2 separate regions of the Gossypium arboreum genome follow, and region 1 is linked to region 2. Evidence: chromatin contacts called from public Hi-C data. All regions are on one chromosome and are shown on one strand. The core of a region is the stretch at or near the end of the contact, and the rest is flanking DNA. Distances in the headings are between cores, read along the strand shown.

Region 1 (4,258 bases), core at 1,649-4,148, 230 kb before region 2:
ATACGATAACACATTAAAATAAAAAATATCAATTTCCATCGATTCACGTTCAAACATCAAGTCAAACATATTTTACATTTTATCCAATTTAGCCTTTAAAATCGGGACAAGCATAACTTTTGATATAAAGCTTCGAATTAAATCATGTTTCACATATTCTCATTAAGGACCTTATATTTTCTATTTCTAACATAATTTCATGCCATTTTTTTACATTTATTCAATTTGGTCCCGAAATGTAACAATGTTAACAAGCAAGCTAAATTAACTTTACAATCTAGTCTTTTTCATAATCTAAGCTTTAATCTATCATTTTCAAGCCTAATTCATCAATTAATTAACAATGGAAACTTTCCAAAACTTTAATAGTTTATCAAATGGATACATGGGCTACCTAAATTAAGCTTTCATGATCATAAATCTATAAAAATTACAAGAAAAAAACTTAAATTTCTCACCAAATTAGGTGGCCAAATGTTGAAACACCCAAAATAGTTTTTCTTTTTTTTACTTTGATGGAGGATGGTGACTAATAAAGAAGATGAAGATGTTTCATCTCTCCTCCCACTACCCAATGTTTATATACACTAATTAAGGTTTAATTAATCAAATTTTATTAAATAAATTAAGCATAATTATGTAAATCTCATTATTAATTAACATAAATGGCCAACATCATCGATGTCCACTATCTCCTAATAGCAAATGATTTAATTACCATTTTGAACCTTTGACTAATTGACGTTCAAGATCCTTAAGTCTTTTTTCAATTAAAATTCTATAGCGGTTGAATTTTTACAATTTAATCCCTGAGCCTTAATTAACTACTCTTTCAGTTAAATTACTTAAATCGAATCTCAATATATTTTTATTTTATATTTAAGGGCACGGTTTATGGAAATTGGGTTCTGAAACTATATTTTTCGACACCATTGAATTTTGGATCCTTACAATAAGGGTCATTATCTTGAGACATTATAGTTTGAAGTAAAAGATTAACAATAAGGGAGGTATGTATCGGCACACGGCTTCACTGCCTTGAGACACAACCCTTTATTTTAACAATTCAAGTTAGGATTCTTATTCAAACTCCGTGTATAACCTTATATGATCCCCTAGTTACTATATGTGGGCCCATTTGGCCTCATAGAAGTACACAACATAACATTTATGAATTATGCCATGCTTATTTGTTTAATTTCAAGGAAAATGATGGATGATAGTCTGAGTTGTTGCAACAATGAATGTGACATCTCATATTTGGATCCATCGTTCGAGTTGGGTGTAGGGTGCCACAACCTAGTTGGTCATCTAACTTTTAGGGAACTTTCATTTTGGTCACCTTAAAAAATGTTCTTCAATTTCATCATCTCTATTAAAAAAGGTTTTCATTTTAGTCACTCAAGCGTTAAATCATTAACGATGATAAACTGTACATGCTAAATTATGTCCACATCATTAGGGGCGAAGCCATAAATTTTTTTAGGGGGGCAAGATTAAGTTATATTTTTTTATGAGAAATAAAATATAATTTTACGCTTGTATTAGCTTATATCTTTATGGTTTTCAAGAGGACTAAATCGAAATTCTAGCCTTTTGGGGGCCAAATTATAATTTTTCCATATATTAACTTATGATTTTATAAATTTTGGGGGACTAAAACAATAATTTTCCACAAGCTCTTACCTGGCCTCTTCCCCTTGCCCTGCATATCATGTTTACACTTTCATTTTGATCACCCAATTTCAGGTCACTTTCATTTTGATCACCCCAAAAATATCTTTTTTTTAAGTCTTGATTTGGGTAAAGTGAAAAAGTGATAAAAAATAAAATAATGCATTTAAAATTGTCAAATTGTACTTGTTTATCTCATTATTGAAAATTTTAATTTTTTTAATCTTGAAATTTTAAAATATCAAAATCAATTAAATAAATTGTTAAAATTTTTATCCTCGATAATATGAATCGATTTGTTATTATAATATTGAAATTAATTAAATTAATTAATTTAATATTCTTCTAAAATTTTAAATTTTATTTTATGTTTCAGATTATCCTTAATGAAATCAACTAAAATAACTCATATTTAATAATATTTAAAAATCTAAAGTTCCTTTAATTATATGATCTTGAATCCCACGTGCTATGCTAAAAGAAAAGAATTTATTTTCAATTAATTAAATTGATCGCTTGTTCTTGGTATGGGTAAAGAAGTGATGGAAAAAATTCGAGGTTTTGTTTGGCATGGAAGATCAAATTAACTAATTTAATTAATTGCAAGGATTTTTTTTCTTTTAAATTAACGTGAAAGATTCAACATCATATAATCAACAAAATTGTGAGTTTTGTTTGAGTTGAGTTCATTAAGCATAACTTAAAAACATAAAATAAAATATTATATTTTAGAAGGTGATTAAATTAATTAATTTCAATTTTAAAGTAACAAATTGATTGACACAATTAAAAGATAAATTTTTCCAACAATCTATAAGATTGATTTGAATGTTCTGAAATTTAAAATTTTAATTTTTAATATTTTTACATGATCAATATTTAAAAATGATATTTTTGAGCGGTGAAACTGAAAATAATTTAAAAGTTGAATGATAAAATAAAATATGTAGATATGATGTGGCACGGCCATTAAAATTTTTTTAATGACAAAATAAACAAGCAATTACATTAGACTAATGCAAATAAACACCATTTCTATCCATGTTGAATTCCAAGAGATGTATGAGTTCCCCCAGAACCTTCTCAAAGACCCATATATCTTTCTTCTTGTCAGAAATTATTTTGGTTAACGAATCTGGAATTCTATTTTCCTCCATGCTTTATTCTCCAATACCAAACTCACTTTAACAATTGGAGAATCCTCCTAACCAATGGTAAATTCAAACTTGCTGTCTGACTACGATAAAAACGTTCACTAAAAATAGTGACGGAACTACAAAAATCTTATTTTTAGGCGAGTAAAATGAAGGAAAAGAAACGAGAAAGTGGCCATTAAATCATGGCCCAAGGGGAATATGGGTGTAAAGTGTGAAGGCCGAACAAACAGTGTGAGATGGGCACATAAATAAAGATCCAGGTTTTAGTTGACACAGGTCAACAACCGGAAAATTTCGTATAACGAAAGAGTTTTTCGTGTTTGACGTCAACATCTCAACTACTGTTTTCAAAATGGTCAGATTGCAACTCTTCAACTATTTACCTACTACCGGACGATGATGGTGATGTGACTTTGCATCTCGCTGCCGTGACTGAAACCTCACACAATCCGAAATCCAATTACATCCTTCAAATAAACCACGCAGGCAACTTGATACCCGCAGTAAAAAAATCTAGTTTCATTCAACTCAAGAACGTCGACCTGCCCAAAGCTAGAAACTATGGACTTGGTTCTCCATTGACCATTGCGATCTCCCCTAGAATTGAAATGTACTCCATTTCCAATCGACCAAATCTGGCGGCTACTCATCTCCATCATCTCACCAACAAAGCACAACACCCCTTTTACTAAAAGGGCCAGAAATCGTTTCTTTTAACCAAATTCGCTAAACCCAATATGGCTGAGTCATTGCCGGTTGGGGGATTTCCGGCATTCCTTTCTTCGCATAAAACTCTGTTTATTGTTCTCTGGATCTCGGCTTTCGGTTCTGTTTTTCTATGGCAACGGGATATAGTTGGGGCTGGGTTCTCTGTGTTCGGAAAAGCTGGGCCGGGTCGGTCTATGTCCGGGTCCCGGCCTTTCGAGTTTAATATTACGGATTTTGGCGGGGTTGGCGATGGGGTAACGGATGACACGGCGGCGTTTGAGAGGGCTATCTCGGCCATCTCGAAGCTTGGGAAGAGAGGTGGTGGTCAGCTCAATGTCCCGCCTGGAAAATGGCTTACGGCGCCGTTTAATCTTACTAGTCATATGACTTTGTTCCTTGCTGAGGATGCTGAGATTCTTGGAATCCAGGTTGGTTTTTCCATTTTCATGAATTTTGGCAATGAAAAATGATATTCTCCCTCGTTATTTAACATGTTTAGTCGTTTATGGGTTGTGATTTGTGATGAAAGGGGACCAATATTTAGTGTGAAAAAAATCACATCATGACTATATTTAGTGACAACTTTGATCCTTTCCATGCAAATATGACGGTATTCCTGATTTCTCTGTGTTATCCGGCTATTGTGTTTAAAACTTTGGATTTTGGTGGATTCGATCTTGTTGTTTGCTGTTTCCCGCTATCATACAGGACGAGAAGCG
Region 2 (4,594 bases), core at 1,073-3,572:
TTGAGTGCAAAAAAAAGAGTAGGGGATTAATTGCTTTTTTTGAAAAGGTTTGAGGGCCTTTATGATACATTTTGAAAGTTCAAGTACTCAAATGAGTGCAAAAAAAAAAAGGTAGTGACTTAATTACTTTTTTAAAGTTTAAGGATTTTTTGCAACCTTAAGCCAAAAAAAAAAAATTGTTCAACCACTTGATTCCTAGGTCAATCGGTCCAATAGGTTTTGTCGGACCGGTACCTTTGCCGATTTCGGGCCAATTAGAGGTGAGCATGGGCTGGGTCGGGCCGAGCTCGACTAAAAAATCAGGCCCGTTTGCTAGGCCCAAGCCCAACCCAGCCTAAAAAATAGGTCTAAAATTTTGCCCAAGCCTGACCTGGATAAAAATGCTAAAACCCGGACCCGACCCGGCCAGCCCCATATTAATTTTTATATTATTTTTTATATAATTTTAATATATATATATATATAATACATCGAAAATACTAAAAGCATCAAAATAAATATTTTCCAACAAATTGGAAATAAATTTTAAAAAATATGTATACTTAAATAACACTAAGATCGATGCAACTTAACAAGCAAATGTCTCTAAAATAATAATAAAATTAACAAATGTCTTTAAAATAATAATAAAATTAACAATAAATAAGTTTTATACAATATCCAAACAATAACTAAAAAATAGTAGCAACATAATAGTAAAATGGTAGCAAAATAGGGAGAAAATAACAAGAAAATAATATTAAAAATTAGATTTTTTTTGTCATTTAGTGAATTTGGGCTGGGTCGTGCTGGGCCTTGGCAAAAAGTACCTTACTTGAGGCCCGGCCTGTTTTTTAAACGGGCTTTATTTTTTTTGTCCAAACCCATTTTTCGGGCCTATATTTTTGTTCAAACCTTCCACATTTCGGGCAGACCTTCAGGCCGGGTCGAGTGGCCCAACCCATGCTCACTTCTAGGGCCAACCGGTCTAGTTCAATTTTTATAATTTTATAAGTTTATATCAATTTTAATATTTTTTAAATAATTTTTACATTTTATTATTTTAAAAATTCTAATATGTTTTAAATTTAAATATTTTAAATAATTTTTATTAATTTTATAATTTTAATAAGTTTATATTAATTTTAATATTTTAATAAAATTTTAATAATTACTAACATTAATTTTATAATGTTTATGATTTTTTATCAATTTTTAATTTTTATGAAAAATATTAGATTAAATCAAAAGTTATCACATGTTACCGTTAATTAATTTGTCAAATTATTTTAAGTATTATCATGATCATAGGTAAAGACCATCAACAAAAGAACTTAATTAATTATATTAGTTAATAGTGAAAATTAATTGATTTTTTTTTTTTTTTACTTTTTCTTAAGAGGACATATAAAAAAAAATTAATTTTCCCAAGTCTAAAACCGCTAATTTAATCTCAATACTGATTAGGCGGGCAGATTCATGTGGTCCCCACCACATCCAACTGAAAACATTTGCTCAAAATCTCTCTGCTCATCTAATTGCTCATTTGGAAAAATATCTGTGCTGTCTTTAGTACTCTCGATTACATCCGATCATAACCAAAAAGAAACCCAGATATTTTTTTTACGGTTAAAATATAGATCCCTGTACTCTTTTCTCATTTACAATTTAGTCTATTTTTAAAAAATTAATCCTCTAATTTTAAATTTTAAATTACAAGTTCAATTATTGACATAGATAAAACTTTCTACTAAATTTAAGTTTATTATAACATTAATTTTGTTATATGATTACTAAATGAGTATTTTTTAATTTTAAAATCTTACGTCAACAAAAATTTGATAGAAGGATTCTAAGGGTAGTAAGGATTGGATTTGAATTTTAAAATATGAAAAATAGGACTAAATTTAAAGAAATAAAAATAGAAAGACTAAATCTAAAATATAAAAAATATAAACTTGGAGCATATTATTTATAAACTCATATAAAAGTTTTAGCATTTTATTCAGGGATAAAGTCTAAAAAATACATATGAAGTTTGGTTGAATGTTTAATGTTTTGCATGTGTAAATTTATATATTGATTTAATTTTTACAAACCATTACTATCATTAGCAAGATAAAATGTTGCATACACAAATAGTAATACTAACTCAATATAAAAATAAATTGATGTGTACAATTGAATCAACATCAAAGCTTCGTATATAGATTTAAATCACAATCAAATTTTATGGGTATAATTGCACTAAATCAAAATTCCTGGCTAAAATTGCATATTTAACCAAAATTTATACATAGTTTTGATATTTTACCCTTTCTATACACAGAAAAAAGTACTATAAAATCATGGGAGCTTCGTCTTTTTGCTCACTCTTCATTTTATCTTTTCCTTTCCAGTTTCAACTCATAATAATCTAGTGTTCCCTTTCGAGGGATTTTACCCCTTTTTTTTCTTTTTTTTTCTTTTGAATTTTTTTGAATTTTTTTCTTTTTTGGGTTTAATTTGGTTTAGTTTCCGTTTTTGTCCTCATCCTCATCTTCTTTTTCGATTTCTCCAGAAATCCTAACCCTATAGATTTTCTCAGAATCTTCAAATTTTTAACTAAACTGAAAGAAGATGCAGCAGCAAAGGCTAAAGCAGCAACATGCTCTGATGCAACAGGCTTTGTACCACAATCCCAGTCTCATGAGTGGTCCTCAGGTTCTTTTTTACTTCTCTGTATTTCTCCCTCTATTAATTTTGTTTTTATATCAAAATTGAGGGTTTCAGTTTCTATTATGAAGTTTGTTTCTTTCTTATTCGACTTGGGTTTGTTTTAATTCATATATGTCGTCTGCCAATTTGTTTGCTTGCTAGTATTACTCAGTGAAATCTTTGGGGATTTTAGCCTGAGAATTTTCTGTTTTCTGTTGAAATTATACGACAAAAATTTGATTGAAAAAAATTGTTCTTTTCTTGGGAGATAATGTTATCATTTTTGTGTAAGAAATGGCTCATTAGCTTTGTCTTCTGATGTGGGTCATGATGACAACAATTAGGGACTGTTTTAACGGGAAAAAAAAAAGGGCAGGTAGCAGCTTAATTATGTAAATATGATCCTTTTTTCTTTTTTTGTTTTGTATTTTGTTACTTTTAAGTTTAAGCTTAGGTATCTCCTTTAGGCATTTGTTTCTAGTGTTAGTCATATTGACCGTTGCGAGAGTGTCCCAGTCCAGCACAGGGAAGAAATCCTTCTTTTCTTTTTTTTTTTTTTTGTATCTTTAAATTTTTTTAATTTATGTTTTGCAGATAGAACCTATCTTGAGTGGGAATCTTCCTCCTGGCTTTGATGCAGCTACTTGCCGCAGCGTGTGAGTTTTGCTTAGTTCACTGTTTAAAAAAGTTCACATTTGGTCTTTGAGTCTTTTTATTTGAGCTATGCTCATAATTCATAATATCTTTTGCATGTATATTTAGTGAAGAGTCTTAGTCTTAATTTTTCTGTTTATGTCCCATTTCATTGTTATTTTTATCATTTACCTAATCTTAAATTGCAGATACGTGGGAAATATTCACCCCCACGTCACGGAACCCCTTCTGCAAGAAGTCTTTCTGAGTACTGGTCCCATTGAAGGATGCAAACTTATTAAAAAAGATAAGGTCATCTTTTGATGCACTTGTTTTCCCATTTTTCTTTTGATATCCGTGCTTCATCAACTTGTTATTGGATTTTTGGGGGTTCTTGGTTCGTGCTTGTATCATTGCTAATGGAATGGGCTTATATTTTCTTTTAACGCAGTCATCGTATGGTTTTGTGGACTACTTTGATCGCAGATCAGCTGCCCTTGCTATTGTTACTCTAAATGGAAGGCATCTGTAAGTAACAAGATGAACCCACATGGTTTTGGCCTTTTCCCTTGTCCTATACTTTTAATATATGGTATTCTTTGCAGATTTGGGCAACCTATTAAAGTTAATTGGGCATATGCTAGCAATCAGAGGGAGGATACATCAGGTTAGTATATGTGCACCATGAGTTCTACCCAGTTGTACCATATCTGTGTATTTCGTCAACAACTAATGATATTTCCACTTTGGCGTTCAGGTCATCACAACATTTTTGTTGGTGATCTCAGCCCTGAAGTTACAGATGCTACTTTGTTTGCATGCTTTTCTGTGTACTCTAGTTGTTCGTGAGTGCTAATTCTCCCCATTTTACCTTGAGATTACCTCTTATCAATCTTGAAATGCTGAAATTGTGGGTTTAAAGGGATTTTGGGGTTATCAACCTTGACCTAGTAGGACAGTCCACTGAAGGACGAATATGCCCCTCATTTTTTGTGGTTGCAGGGATGCTAGGGTTATGTGGGATCAAAAAACTGGCCGCTCGAGAGGTTTTGGTTTTGTTTCTTTCAGGAACCAGCAGGTACTTGGGTCACTCTTCTTCTCCTCTTTCCAAATGTGTTTTAATAATGTCACGATCATTCTTTTCTTTTTTTTTTTATTCTTTTCAGGAAGCCCAGAGTGCAATTAATGACTTAAATGGTATGTGAAACATTGCTCTTATTAGATACAGGCTTTTGTACTCTGAGAAGACTTTTTCAAATTTCTATCATACTGTTTTGGCGTATTG

What was found. A called contact is a pair of places that touch in the nucleus more often than the background predicts.
Region 1: a Hi-C map of leaf shows a contact between it and region 2, with 4 times the contacts expected there. The contact joins the promoter of LOC108486658 here to the promoter of LOC108486196 in region 2. A contact is called at or near these places in 2 of 5 Hi-C or Micro-C datasets (both in leaf).

The regions. Positions count from the first base shown.
Region 1 is chr6:121,138,116-121,142,373 of ASM2569848v2, reverse strand. It overlaps LOC108486658 (probable polygalacturonase), which reads left to right and starts at 2,898. Exons shown (of 5, transcript XM_017790825.2): 1 at 2,898-3,967; 2 at 4,248-4,258. The coding sequence starts at 3,569.
Region 2 is chr6:120,904,037-120,908,630 of ASM2569848v2, reverse strand. It overlaps LOC108486196 (oligouridylate-binding protein 1-like), which reads left to right and starts at 2,322. Exons shown (of 12, transcript XM_017790089.2): 1 at 2,322-2,682; 2 at 3,271-3,332; 3 at 3,519-3,621; 4 at 3,761-3,837; 5 at 3,915-3,976; 6 at 4,067-4,154; 7 at 4,312-4,387; 8 at 4,476-4,506. The coding sequence starts at 2,599.